Linked DNA regions of Mus musculus: regions 1 and 3 are each linked to region 2. Evidence: chromatin contacts called from public HiCAR-type and promoter capture Hi-C data. All regions are on one chromosome and are shown on one strand. Each heading gives the region's core, a stretch centred on a gene start, on an enhancer-like site or on the middle of the called end of the contact. The rest is flanking DNA. Distances are from core to core; before and after follow the strand shown. Region 1 holds the start of Pot1b (protection of telomeres 1B). Region 2 overlaps Kat2b (K(lysine) acetyltransferase 2B). Region 3 holds the start of Hdgfl2 (HDGF like 2).

Region 1 (4,307 bases), core at 568-3,067, 2.1 Mb after region 2:
CACATACACCTCATTATTACCTTATTAAGGTCTAATCTTCAAAGCAGCTGCTTAACTTCCAAAAACTGAAGAAATAACAGTTTTTTCCCTAAAATGGAGAGAAAAATAGTAAAGATGACTGCTTTTACAAACTATATACATTTTTTATGCAAAAGTTTGAATACAACTGAAAGCCTTTGAAATGTCTTATCTTTTAAGAAAGTTTTCAGGATACTGCCAGAGTAGCATCAACCCTAACAAAACACATAAAGTCACTTAGAGGTTCTGAGAAAGGGTTCTTCTCACATATGACTGACTACCTGAGAATTACTGTCCCAAAGGTCTCTGCTACAGCCTCATCCTGCATAAAGCCCACTGCATACACACAACACACAACACACACACACACACACACACACACACACACAAACAGAACCTCTCTCTGTGCAAGCCTGTGCTGCTAATATCTATGGCTGAGGATTACAGCAATCTTCAGCAAGCATGCTCACTTGCCTTTAAAAACTTGCACTGGCACAGTACTCCTAATATACTCATACTGAACTATGGGATGTGTCAGGCAGTCAGGATATTCGATTCCCTTTCTTAATCTTTAGAGAACCTTTCTCTGAATTTCACTTGGACCATACTTTTAGGAATTCAATATAGCATGTTCTAATAAATATTAAGTCATCTGGGGAAAATCTGAGGAAAAAAATATGTAAGATTCATAACTTAAGTCTTATTGAAGATACAGAAAGTGAAGTTCATTAATTTCCCAAAGTGTTTTTTCTCAACCCGGTAATACAATCTCTCAGCAAAATAAAATGTTGTTTTAGAAACCAATTACAATTTAAGAAAGAAAAAATTCTTAATGTGAAATGAAAAACTCATAAACTAGGACAATGAGGGCAAGTCAATACAAAACAAAAAGTTCAGTTTAGTCTCTGCCCCACTGTCAACTTCGGAAAATAATTACCTAGTCAAAAGTACAGGCATGATAGTGTTTTATAACAGTTCCTTTCAACTTCTCTTTTGGCTTTCATATTAAAACTTTCTGTCTCACACACACCATGGACTCTTGGTAAACAACCATATGGGTATTTCTTAAACAACAGATTAAAACTCATATGAACCTCATACTAATAAAGTCACTATCCACTTTTCAAAGAAAAAAAACAGATTAAAAGTAGATCCTACATTAATACTCTTCAATATTACTAAAGAAAGCAAAAAACAAAAAAAAAAAAAACTGAAAACAAATTATACTTTGGCAAAACGATGCTTTTTGTGTCCTCAGCAGGAAGTATCAGCTTGAATCAAAATACTTTTAAAAGCCAGTTTTCCGACCTGTTGCACGGCATAGTAGTAGCCCGTTCCTTTAATCCTAGCGCTCTCTCTGTTCACTGTGCACCAGGTTCATGCTTTTCTTCTGACACTTGTCACCTGGGCAAGTACCTGAAGCCTCTGAGGCTCCCAATAACACACACACACACACACACACACAGCGGGTTATCGCTGCCGCCAACGCATAGCGCACACACACAGACACACACACACACCCCTGAAGCTTGAGGTCTCCCTGAGAGAGAGGATGCCGAACACAGCGGGTTATCGCTGCCGCCAACGCATAGCGCACTTTCTCTACAACTACCCCAAATGTGGTTGCAAACGACCCCTCATATCATCCAGGGCCCGACCTCCAGCGATTACACCAAGAACTCCAACACCCTAGCGTTCAGTACCTCACAGAACACCGAGGATCCCGGCAACTTTTTCAACCTGCAGAGACGCGACTTCGACTTCCGGAGCCGTGGGACACACGCATGCGCACTCCAACCATTCCGCCCGCTTTTTGCTCGTGCTTCCCATAACAAAAGCGAAAGGCAGGCGGGGCCTCGGCCAAGCTCCTCCCAGTTGGTCCCTGCAGAGTAGGAAGCCTGCTGCTCCTCTTTCCACGCCCCTAATGGATTTTTCTGGGGACTAGCGGGGGGGGGGGGGGGGGGGGGAGAACACACTGTTCAAAGGATAGTAACTGGCTTGAAAGAGTCCTAAATCCTGTAGCCAATTGGAACCCTATTCCGAGTGAGACTCCAAATTCTATTTTGTTGAATAAATGGATCAGAGGCAAAACCCTTTGTTAATCTAAGTTAAGCACCCAAATGCACTTTTACACGATGTAAATAGACGAAGATAACAATGTTGTTTTGTTGTTTTTTTAATCGCAATTTAGGGCTATTATGCTATTGCCAGGCAAGTTGAAAAATACCAACAATCCTTTGTTAGTCTGAAGATTTATCGTTCTTTACTATATTTTTGAGTGATGAAAAATTGTCATGAGTTTAGAAACTTTGTAATGATTAATTTCAGAATATAGAAAGCTGAACAAGAGTATGTAGGCTTATATCGAGTGTAAAAAAATTAATTAAAAATTAAATTTTAAAAAGTGTGTAGGCTTTAAAAGTTTATCACGATTATTTGGAGTTATTTGGGAACCCTTTGTATCGGGTTAAAAGGCATTTTTAAACACAGAATAACTTTTTTATCTTTCACAAAATGTTCCACTATTAGTTTAAATTGAGTCTACATCTATTCATTTTACCCACCCACTTTTTTCAGGAAGTGGGGAAAGTTTTGAAATTCCATTGATGAAAATGAAGGTCTTTTGTTCATTCTTTTAAACTACATGCAACATTAATGGCACTGCCTATGTTAATTGTAACTGTTAATCTTTCTCCCTTAAGTTCATCAAAGTTCATCAAAGACTGAGTGCATTGACAAAAATGATGGGATTGTATGCATTTATGGTAGGATGGAAATGATCTCCATTGTTCTATCAATAGAAAAAAATCAGTTAAAGGTATCTTTCCCATGACTGAGAAGAATATTTCCATGTACGTGATTTCCATGTAATTGAGTTAAAGAAATTCAGTGTGATTGGGGCACATTCCACCTATAACATGAAGTCAGAATTTGGCACAATGGAATCGAATATGTGAAGAAAACCAAATAAATTGGCATTGCTACTTACGTTCCCATTAAAATGATATAAATGGGACGAATTTTGAAGTGAGTATATTAGACTAAAAGGAGACTTAAAATCAAAATGTACTTCTTTAGTTTGTTATTTATGTCTGCTTATCTATGCTAGTGTCATCCATATTAAAACTTCCTAATACTACCCACAGTGGTCTAATAGAAATGTTAATCAACTCCTCTCTATTTTTATATTAGAAATTATATTTTGCTTTTTATTTCTGACAGATAGTCTTTGTATCAACCCACTGGTTCTTCGGCAGAAAACTCCCACTGTTTTTGCTGCAGTTAGATTTAAGCATAAGTGTGTTTCAGATTGTTCAGAGATGGAAGGCAATATTTTCTAGTATATCTATAGCAGATATGTCAAGATTTTCTGTCTGTGTACAGATTTCCTGGAAATTCTTCCTAAAACCACATAAGAAAATATGTGCATCATTTCCTCTGGCAGAAATCACAAAATCAGAGGGAAGACTTGATGAAGTCAGTTCTGTGGTTGACTGAGTAGTAAACAAGATAAAAATGAAAAACAAAAACAAAACCCCTACCACCTGAAGCCAGTACTGAGCTCTTAAGTCAACTCTCCCCACACCTCATTTTCCTCATGATTTCTAGTGATATATAATAGTATATGTGTTTATTTTTTGCTTTTGGTTTTCTATTGATAGCATCAAAATGTAGTCTTATTTTAGGCAAATGCCATGGAAATCATAGGCCAGTGGTTCTCAACCTGTGGGTCATGACATCTTTGGGGATAAATGGTTCACAGGAGTTGCAAATCGGATATCCTCCATATTATTTATTTACATCAGGATTCATAATTAACAAAATTACAGATGTGAAGTAGCAACAAAATAAGTGGATGGTTGGAGTCACCACAATATGAGGAACTATATTTATGGGTCTCAGAATTAGAAAAGTTAAGAACCACTGTCATCAATAAAAGCTATTAACTACCAGAAATCGGCACATGAAGTTGATAGCATGTGAGACAATACAATAAAACTCAATGTTGTTTCAAAAACTGTATACATCCCGGGCATTTGTACTCTAGCAACACTGACTGTTTTACCCACCTGCCCTGTTACTTACAAGCTTTGCATCTTCCATTTTAGATGTTTGCATCCTCAACTTATATTTGTCATAAATTCAGCCTTTCTATTTCAGATCCATATTAGGTATTTCAAATTAGATATTTAGAATATCTCTCCATCTCTCTAATCATAACTATCTGAACTGTAAATGTCGACTAACTAACCCCTAACAATTCTCCTTTGAAACGTCCACCATCTCGG
Region 2 (4,112 bases), core at 1,261-3,760:
CATATGGTCTCAGATTCCAATATCTCAGAAATGTTTAACTCCTCTCCCCTGCCTGTCTAAACAGGAGCATGCCATCCATCACCTTGTAATATTAATTATCCTTTTCATTCATTTGTTACACTTACCAAGAGTTGGAAATCATTGTGTATGTATATATGTATTACACACACACACACACACACACACACACACACACATACACACATTTCCTGAACTATACCCCTAGATATCAAAAGTTTGAAAACCATTTCTTGCCCATGTTCTGAGTCCCATGAAGCAGGGACTTGGACTTATTTCTCATAGCATGAAGATGTACATCCTAGGCACTCAAAAAATAGTTGTCGAGTAAGATGATAATTTTATATTCAAAGGCTTTGTGAGACTAGAAGAAAGAAAACACTTTTTGGTGTGTGTGTTCAAGACAGGGTATAATAGCCCTGGTGTTCTGGAACTTGCTTTGTAGACTATACTGGCTTTGAACACAGAGATCCACCTGCCTTTGCCTCTCGAATGTTTGGATTAAAGTTGTGTACCACCATGCCTGGCAAGAAAACATTTTAAAATTATTTTTTATTTTTATTTATTTTATATGTAAGTACACTGAAGCTGTCTTCAGGCACCCCAGAAGGAGGGCATTAGATCTCATTATGGATGGTTGTGAGCCACCATGTGGTTGCTGGGATTTGAACTCAGGACCTTCGGAAGAGCAGTCAGTGCTCCCAACCGCTGAGCCACTTCTCCAGCCCAAGAAAACATTTTTTAAATTTGGGAAAGGTAGCCATATGAGGTGGCTTACACCTATAATCCTGACAACCCAGAACTGAGGCAGGGGATTGCACAAAGTTTGGGACCAACCTGGGTTACGTAGTGAGGTCTAGGCCATTCTAGATTGCAGAGTGAGACTCTTGTGTTGAGACAAAAGGAAGAGAAACTGAGGCTCTAAGAGACTTTGTAGCTATGGATCCAAAGCAAAAGACCTGGCAGCTGGGACTGAGGCATCTCCTAGTGTGGTTCTCTTCGCTCACGGCTGGCTTTTCTTTCTGTTCAAATAGGGTTTCATTATTTAGTCGAGGCTACTTCTTCAATGCTGGCATCACAGACTAATGCAATCTTTCCAGCTTTTGTCGTTGGTTGTTGCTGAGAACAGGGTCATTTTTTGCAGCTTCTGTTAGCCTCAAATTCACTCTTTCTGCTCTGTCATAATCATATTTTCCTAAAGACATCATTACTGTTTTGAAAGGCATGATGGTACATACCTTTAGTCTCAGCACTTAGAGACAGGGGCAGGATTTCTCAGGATCTCTTTTGAGAGTTCCAGACCAGTCAGAACGGCATAGAGAAAGCCAGTTTCAGAAAGTCAGCCAACCAACAGACCAAAATAAACCTATACAATACAAAAATTGACTTTCCAGAAAGTTTAAAAGTCTACTACATTAATGAAATAGAAATGACATCAGTTATGTATAGACCTACATTGCTCTTGTTTATATATTTTTGTGTACACTGCTCTTTTAAAGTGGCAGTAAGTTGTCTTTACTTTTTTGTTTAGGAGCCAGCTATTCTTCTGTCCCCATCCCATCCCCTTTTCTTCCTTTCCTCCCTCTGCCCTCCCTCTCTCTCTTTTTAAGGCAAGGTCATGTGAATCCAGGGACAGCTCAGACTTTCTATGAAGCCAGTGTTGACTTTGAGTTTCTGATCCTCCTGCCTCCTGCCTGTGAGTTTTGGCATTGGAGGCATAGACCACCATGCACAGCTTTATAATTTCTAAATCATGAATATACTGATTTTGGAAAAAACTGAATGCCCTTGGAATGACTGTCCCCCACTCTCTGAAGGAGACTTATCTCTTTGGTTGCCTCAGGGTTGGGTTGGGGTACTAAGTTCCATGTTGACCATGGTTCCCAATCTCCCTTAGTTAATGTGCCTTGCTGAAGCCTTTTGGAACCCCCTCCCCATTGCTGTGCAGGAGATTCCAAGACAGGGCCCAGATCAAGGAATGCCAGTGACTGTTTCAGTGGTAGATGGTGGCAGCACTAATTTGCATCTGCTGTAACAAGCTGGTGTTGAAATGGGCTGGCAGAATGCCAAGGAAGCCAAGGTCAGCATACTTCGAAATAACAAATGAGTCATGCAACCCAGGATTGCGCGTCCCTGTAGGAATGACTACTTGACTCTTCTTCCGTCGGAACAGTTCCCCGGGCCAGCATGTGTAAAGGGAGGTGAAAGCCGCAGCAGCCTCTTGCTAGAGAGACAATAATGGAGGAGGAGAAAAATTAAAGTGGAAAGTCACATTTAAAGTCACTTCAGAGAAAACCATCGTGAGTTGTAGAAGACAGCTTTCTGAACTGCCAGAAAACAAGCCAAGAAATCGAGGAGACCCAAACCTCAGGGCGGTTAGACCACAGACCTGAGCTCAAATTCTCACATGGCACTTTCCATCTGTGCCCTCCGAGGCTTCTCACCCTTCCCAGACTCGAGCTTCATGGCTGTGCACTGTAGATAGTGACAGTTTTTCCGTTCAGTCAACATTGTTACTCAGGCTGCCAGGCATTGATGTAGACGATGTGGGGGTGTAGTGACAGATGGGTCCTTATTCTTGTAGAGCTTGCTTTCTGGTAGCAGAAGCAGATGGTGAAAAAGAAAATAACAGAACATGGTAAGTGCCACACTGAAGGAAAACAGAGAAGTTGCTGGTAGTGCCTGGGGAATCCCTTCCTGTCCTACCCCGCAGGGACTGTGCAGAGAAAAAAAAATTTATTTTTTTGTTCAGTGAGGAGTGAGTATGCTGGGGGTTGAACCTAGTGCTTTAAACATTTTAAGCAAGTTTCATTTCAAGCCTGAGACAGGATGCTACTTGTGTAGCTCATGCTTGAACTCATGGCAATCCTTCTGCCTCAGCCTTGCAAGTGCCTGGATTACATACAGGTGTGCCTCACCATGCCCAAGCAAGAACATTCTGGAGTCTTCTCTCCTGCTCTTTTCCTTTCAGCCCTACCCCACCCCTAGAAGCTGCTTCCGAACTGACTCTGAGTTTTGTTCTTTGGTGGTGTAGGCCTCATAACTCTAGTTGCTCCATTAAGAGGCTAAGAGGAATTTAAGGCCACAGAAGGAATTTAAGGCCAGCCTGGGCATGATTTAGATTTGGTTTCAAAGAAAACCAGTAAACAGAGAGGCGGAGATGTAGCTTAAGAGGTAAGATGATCCTGGGTTCCACATTTAGTACTGCCACCATCACCAGAAAACGGTATTACACAATACACTTTAGTGCAGCAGTGTTTTTGAGATTCAAACGTGTGGCTGCATTCACCAGTAGCCACTTTCTGTTTTTCGTGGAGGGGGCAAATTGAGACAGTCTTGGAATCTCGTTGGTCTTCCAACAGCCTTTGTAGCCACGATAACCTTGAACTCCTGGTCCTGCTGCTTTCACCTGCTGAGTGATGCTCGACAGGTTATATGCCACCCCACTGATTTCTGTGTCCCTGCACTTTAAGAAGGAGGTGCCACAAGGTAGTTTCAGGTGCCAGAGCTGAGTTCTGGTATTGGTTTTGGCCCCTTGCTCTTTGCCAGCTATGTAAACTCAGGCCAGTGAAACCCTTCTCTATCATTGAATTATTCACCTGGCCTTCCTGTGGGTTGTTCGGAAAATAAGATGATTTAGACCAGAGTTGTCTTGAAAAAAATTAAATGCTCTCCTTGGTAGTTAAGCAAGATTAAAAGACAAACTATTTTCTTTCTTTCTTCCTTTTTTTTTTTTTTTTTTTTGGTTTTTCGAGACAGGGTTTCTCTGTATAGCCCTGGCTGACCTGGAACTCACTTTGTAGACCAGGCTGACCTTGAACTCAGAAATCCGCCTGCCTCTGCCTCCCAAGTGCTGGGAATAAAGGCGTGCGGCACCACCGCCTGGCAACAAACTATTTTCTTTATGCTGGTGTTTTGCTTGCATGTATGTCTGCATCATATGCATGCTGAGTAGTCATGGAGGCCAGAAGAGTATCATCTCTTGGGACTGGAGTTATAGATGGTTGTGATTTCCATTTGGGTCCTGTGAATTGAACCTCTGTCCTGTAAGAACAAGTACTCTGAACCTCCCAGCCATATTTCCAGCTCCCAGT
Region 3 (4,037 bases), core at 405-2,904, 2.5 Mb after region 2:
CAGATTCCATCCCCACCACCACATAAGCCTTTGGGAAATAAAGTCAGGAGATCAAAAGTTCAAATTTAGCCTTGGGTACATAGCTATTCAGAAAGTAGTCTGGGCTAAGACCCAGTCATAAAAATAAACAACTACTAAGATCAGTATACATTTAAGTAAAGTAAATATGGCTAGTGAAATGGCTCATCGAGTGAATTACTTTCCCCGTAAGCCTCAGGTGAAAAAAAAATGAGTGGTGGGCTCCACAAAGCTGTCCTCTGATTTCTACACACGCTGTAGCATGTGCGTGCATGCCCACACATAGCACGCAGATTTGTTTTGTTTTGTTTTGTTTTTGTTTTTCGAGGCAGGGTTTCTCTGTATAGCCTTGGCTGTCCTGGAACTCACTCTGTAGACCGGGCTGGCTTCGAACTCAGAAATCTGCCTGCCTCTGCCTCCCAAGTGCTGGGATTAAAGGCGTGAGCCACCACTGCCCGGCAGCACACAGATTTTTAAGGCAGGGCACGGTGGCACACATGTTTGATCCAGAGCTGGGGAGACAGAGGCAAGAGTACATCTGTGAGTTCGAAGCCAGTCTGGTCTATATAAGGAGTTGTCCCCACCCCCCACTCACCAGTGAGGACAGCAGAGTGAGACCCTGTCTCCAAATAAAATTAAGAATAATTAAAATGGCTGGGCAGTGATGGCGCACGCCTTTAATCCCAGCACTTGGGAGGCAGAGGCAGGCGGATTTCTGAGGTCCAGGCCAGCCTGGTCCACAGAGTGAGTTCCAGGACAGCCAGGGCTACACAGAGAAACCCTGTCTCAAAAAAACAACAACAAAAAGAATAATTAAAATGCAAAATGTCAAAGTATAAAGGTGCTGTAAGTATAAAGTGAAAATATGTAATGTATTATAGACAACAAAAAAAGAAAAAAATTTTAAATAATGAAAGTAAACAAGTGAGCTCTGTCCCGCCCCCTTCTCAGCCCTGACCTTTCTTGATCACCGCCCCTTCCTCTGCCAACTCCTGGCGGGAGTTTGCTGAGTTCTGTGGAACTTGTCTTCATGTCCAGCCATTGGTCGAGCTATAGCCAATGGGCTTCATAGTTGCACTGATGCCCTTTTGGAAGGCTGTCGTTAATCCGTCTTCTACGCTGATTGGTTGTTTATATTTCGTCTGGCCGAGTCCAAAGGCCTGTTCAGTACTGTTATGTATGTTCCGGCCTCGCTAGGCCCCGCCCCATCACTGCTTGTCATTAGTTTCAGTCTTCCTTTCACCCACAGGCCACTGCCTCATGCAGCTCTTAAGCCACGCCCCTGTCAAGCCCCTGTCCGTTTTGCGTCTAATTCGTCTAATGCCCTTCACCCCGCCCCACATCCTGACTGCGAGCCACGCCCCTGAGCGATCCCCAACCTAAGCCCCGCCCATCATTCCTCTCTAGGCTCCACCCAGTAGCCGCTTAAACCTTTCGTCTTTTACCTCCGACACCCTCCGCCCCACCCACTGGCTCCTAGTCCACGCCCTTGGCTTCTGCTCCGTTATCCAATCCCGTTAACTAGCTCTGATCCAACCCCTCCCTTTATTGGCCCGCGCGCGTCTCTGTGGTCATGAGCGACGGCGACGGCGGCCCCTAGCCAAGGGAGGGCGGGACTTCCGGTCGTGCTGAACCCAATAAGTAGACGCCGGCCGGCGGCCCGTGCGGACGCCTCCGCCCCTCAGGCGTCCGACTCCCGCCTCTGACTTCGCCTCTCACCGCCGTTGCTGCTTCCCGCGGCCTGGGCCTCCGCCGACAGCATGCCGCACGCCTTCAAGCCCGGGGACTTGGTGTTTGCCAAGATGAAGGGCTACCCGCACTGGCCGGCCCGGGTGAGGCCGCGCGTGGAGTGGACGGGCCCGGCGGAGTTGGCGGCCCCGAGCAGAGGGGCCGCGGGCGGGCGGGCGGGCGGGCGCGCGCGGGGAGGCTGGAATGGAGGCTGAGGAGAGGTTGGGGCTGCTGGCTCAGGTGACTGCACTGTGGTTTTCTGGAGTTGAGGAATCTCCTTCCTCCGGGACCACAGTGCCTGGGGTCTGGTGCGTCTTCGGGGAGGTCCCTGGTCTGAGGGACTTGTGTTCCGCTGTTCCGGATCCTGGCTCTGACCCGTGGTCCTTTGGAATTGAGGTGTGGCAATGTTTTGGTCTGAGTAACCTGCATGGTGAGGTCCTGAGTCTCAGAGACCCACAGTCCTGCAGAGAACGGCCGTGGTGCTAGCCTTGACCTCCTCCGGAACCTGTGTCACTTGGTTTGGTGTCCAGGGCCTGAGAGACCAATGTACCAGAGGTCAGAAATGCGTTTAGGGGATCCCAGGGTCGTGGAGCCTGAGGGATGTAGTGGGGCTCAAAGGGTACATGGGCACGTTGGGATTGGAGTGGAAGGGTCAAATGATGGGAAGAGTCTCTTCCAGAGAGGCTGCGCGTGATGGATGGGGGAGCGGGATACAGCGGAAGGAAAGGGACCTTATCTCTATGACCTAAATGAGGGCAAGGGTTGGAAGAAAGCTTTTCTGGGGACCTGGAGTCCGGCCCTTAAAGGGATTCAGTGGGCTGTATGTAGCTTACCTGAGAACAGGCAGCTTCAAGCTGGAGGTAGGAGGCTTTGAGGTTTCCTGTTTGAGAAAGCTGGAGTCAAGCAGTGTAGATTTTTAGAGCCTGGGTGCGCAGGTGGTAGAATTCTGGCCCTGGCAAAAATTGGCACATACACGGAGACCCAAAGGCTTCTGCTGCCCCCAGGACTTGGGACAGAGATCACTCCAGGGCTGAAGTTAGCTGCATCCATGTGTCAGGACTGAAGGAATTTTTGTTGTGCAGATGGTGGCTAGCGTTGCAAGTCCTGGTGCACATGTTCAGTTGCATAGAAACAGAGTTTTGTTGCCTCTAGGTCTTAGTACAGAGGCTAGATTGGCTGTGTCTGCATGGGGGTGGGAATGGAAGACCATACGGCAGGGAGTTACCATGGGGATGCCAAAGAGCAAGCTCAACAGGAACCAGCCCAGGAGGTAACTCCTAGAGGTCAGGACCAGAGGGCCCCATAAGTTCCTGAGGTGTGGGACCGTTGGGAGAAGCAGCCTGGCAGGGCTCGGCAGGGCAGGTTTGAGGATGCTTCTGCATCTGGTATCCTGCATCCAGCCACCAGGGACCAGAGTTTGAGGAGCAGGCTAGGGAGGATCCAGCCATCCCCCGGCGTTGATGAGGTGGGTGGCTAAACACTGGGAAATCCCACTGTGAGTGGGGTGACTGGGGAGCAAAACTTTACATTGGCCACTGCCCTCACTAGTCTACCTCTGCTCTCTATGAAGCTCTTGTCCCTTCCCCCTTCCCAGCCTTCTCCAGCACTGAGAGAACAGTTCCAAGCACCTGATTGGAGGGGAAGGGGCTACTAGCATCCTGTGGGAAGGTGACTGACAGCTGCTGGAACCCATGGGCTTTCACAAAGAGGGTGGGACTTCCGGGTTGCTCTGGGCCTGGCTCCTTCAGCACTCCACCTCATTCCCCCAAATCTCCATCCCTGTTGCTGCCAGATTTACCTCTGGGACAAGAACAGACTGGGCCTTTTTTCCAGGAGGGGCAGTCATTGGCTAGTCCCGGGAGTGGGGAGAAGCTGAACCTAGGCCCACCCCAGGGGCTTCAGGGGACTATACTGGACCTGGCTCGGCCTAAGTACCTGTATGGGGGCCCAGCTTTCTTCTTGGTGGAAAGATAATCACTGTGGGTAGCAGACAGGTTAGTAGGATGCACATAAGTGTGCAGGTTTCATAGCCAGGCATGGTTGTACTTACCTTCAATCCCAATCCCCATTGCTGAGGAGACAGAGACAAGTACCAGGCCACCTTTGTCTACATAGTTTGAGGACAGCCAGGCTACATAGTGAGACTGTCTAAAAGGAAAAACATTAATTCCAAATTAAGGGGCTAAGGAGATAATGTATAGCTTAGTGGACCTGAGTTCAGATCTCTAGACTTGTGTTTGGAAGGTGCTGTGTCTTCCCATGGTGTGCCTCCCCCCACCCCAAACCCCCCT

What was found. Promoter capture Hi-C pulls out the DNA fragments that hold promoters and counts their contacts. HiCAR-type assays count read pairs that join an accessible place to other places.
Region 1: a HiCAR-type map of astrocytes shows a contact between it and region 2, with 9 times the contacts expected there. The contact joins the promoter of Pot1b here to the enhancer-like site in region 2. A contact is called at or near these places in 5 of 39 promoter capture datasets (the 3T3-L1 cell line, the HPC-7 cell line, liver and 2 more) and 1 of 115 datasets of contacts at active chromatin or transcription factors (astrocytes).
Region 3: a promoter capture Hi-C map of embryonic stem cells shows a contact between it and region 2, with 6 times the contacts expected there. The contact joins the promoter of Hdgfl2 here to the enhancer-like site in region 2. A contact is called at or near these places in 4 of 39 promoter capture datasets (the 3T3-L1 cell line, embryonic stem cells, liver and 1 more) and 1 of 115 datasets of contacts at active chromatin or transcription factors (astrocytes).

The regions. Positions count from the first base shown.
Region 1 is chr17:55,710,819-55,715,125 of GRCm38.p6, forward strand. It overlaps Pot1b (protection of telomeres 1B), which reads right to left and starts at 1,818. Exons shown (of 17, transcript NM_028370.2): 1 at 1,722-1,818; 2 at 21-88.
Region 2 is chr17:53,585,156-53,589,267 of GRCm38.p6, forward strand. All of the region lies in intron 1 of Kat2b (K(lysine) acetyltransferase 2B), which reads left to right. Among named protein-coding and RNA genes, the nearest start is that of Kat2b, 20 kb to the left of the region's middle. Within about 2 kb of position 2,511, at least 316 of the 459 cell types and tissues checked have an H3K27ac peak or open chromatin away from gene starts, as enhancers often do. A contact at or near this core is called in the HPC-7 cell line, astrocytes, embryonic stem cells and 2 more, where this site is marked.
Region 3 is chr17:56,077,977-56,082,013 of GRCm38.p6, forward strand. It overlaps Hdgfl2 (HDGF like 2), which reads left to right and starts at 1,655. Exons shown (of 16, transcript NM_008233.4): 1 at 1,655-1,850. The coding sequence starts at 1,779. It also overlaps a transcript of Ubxn6 not described here.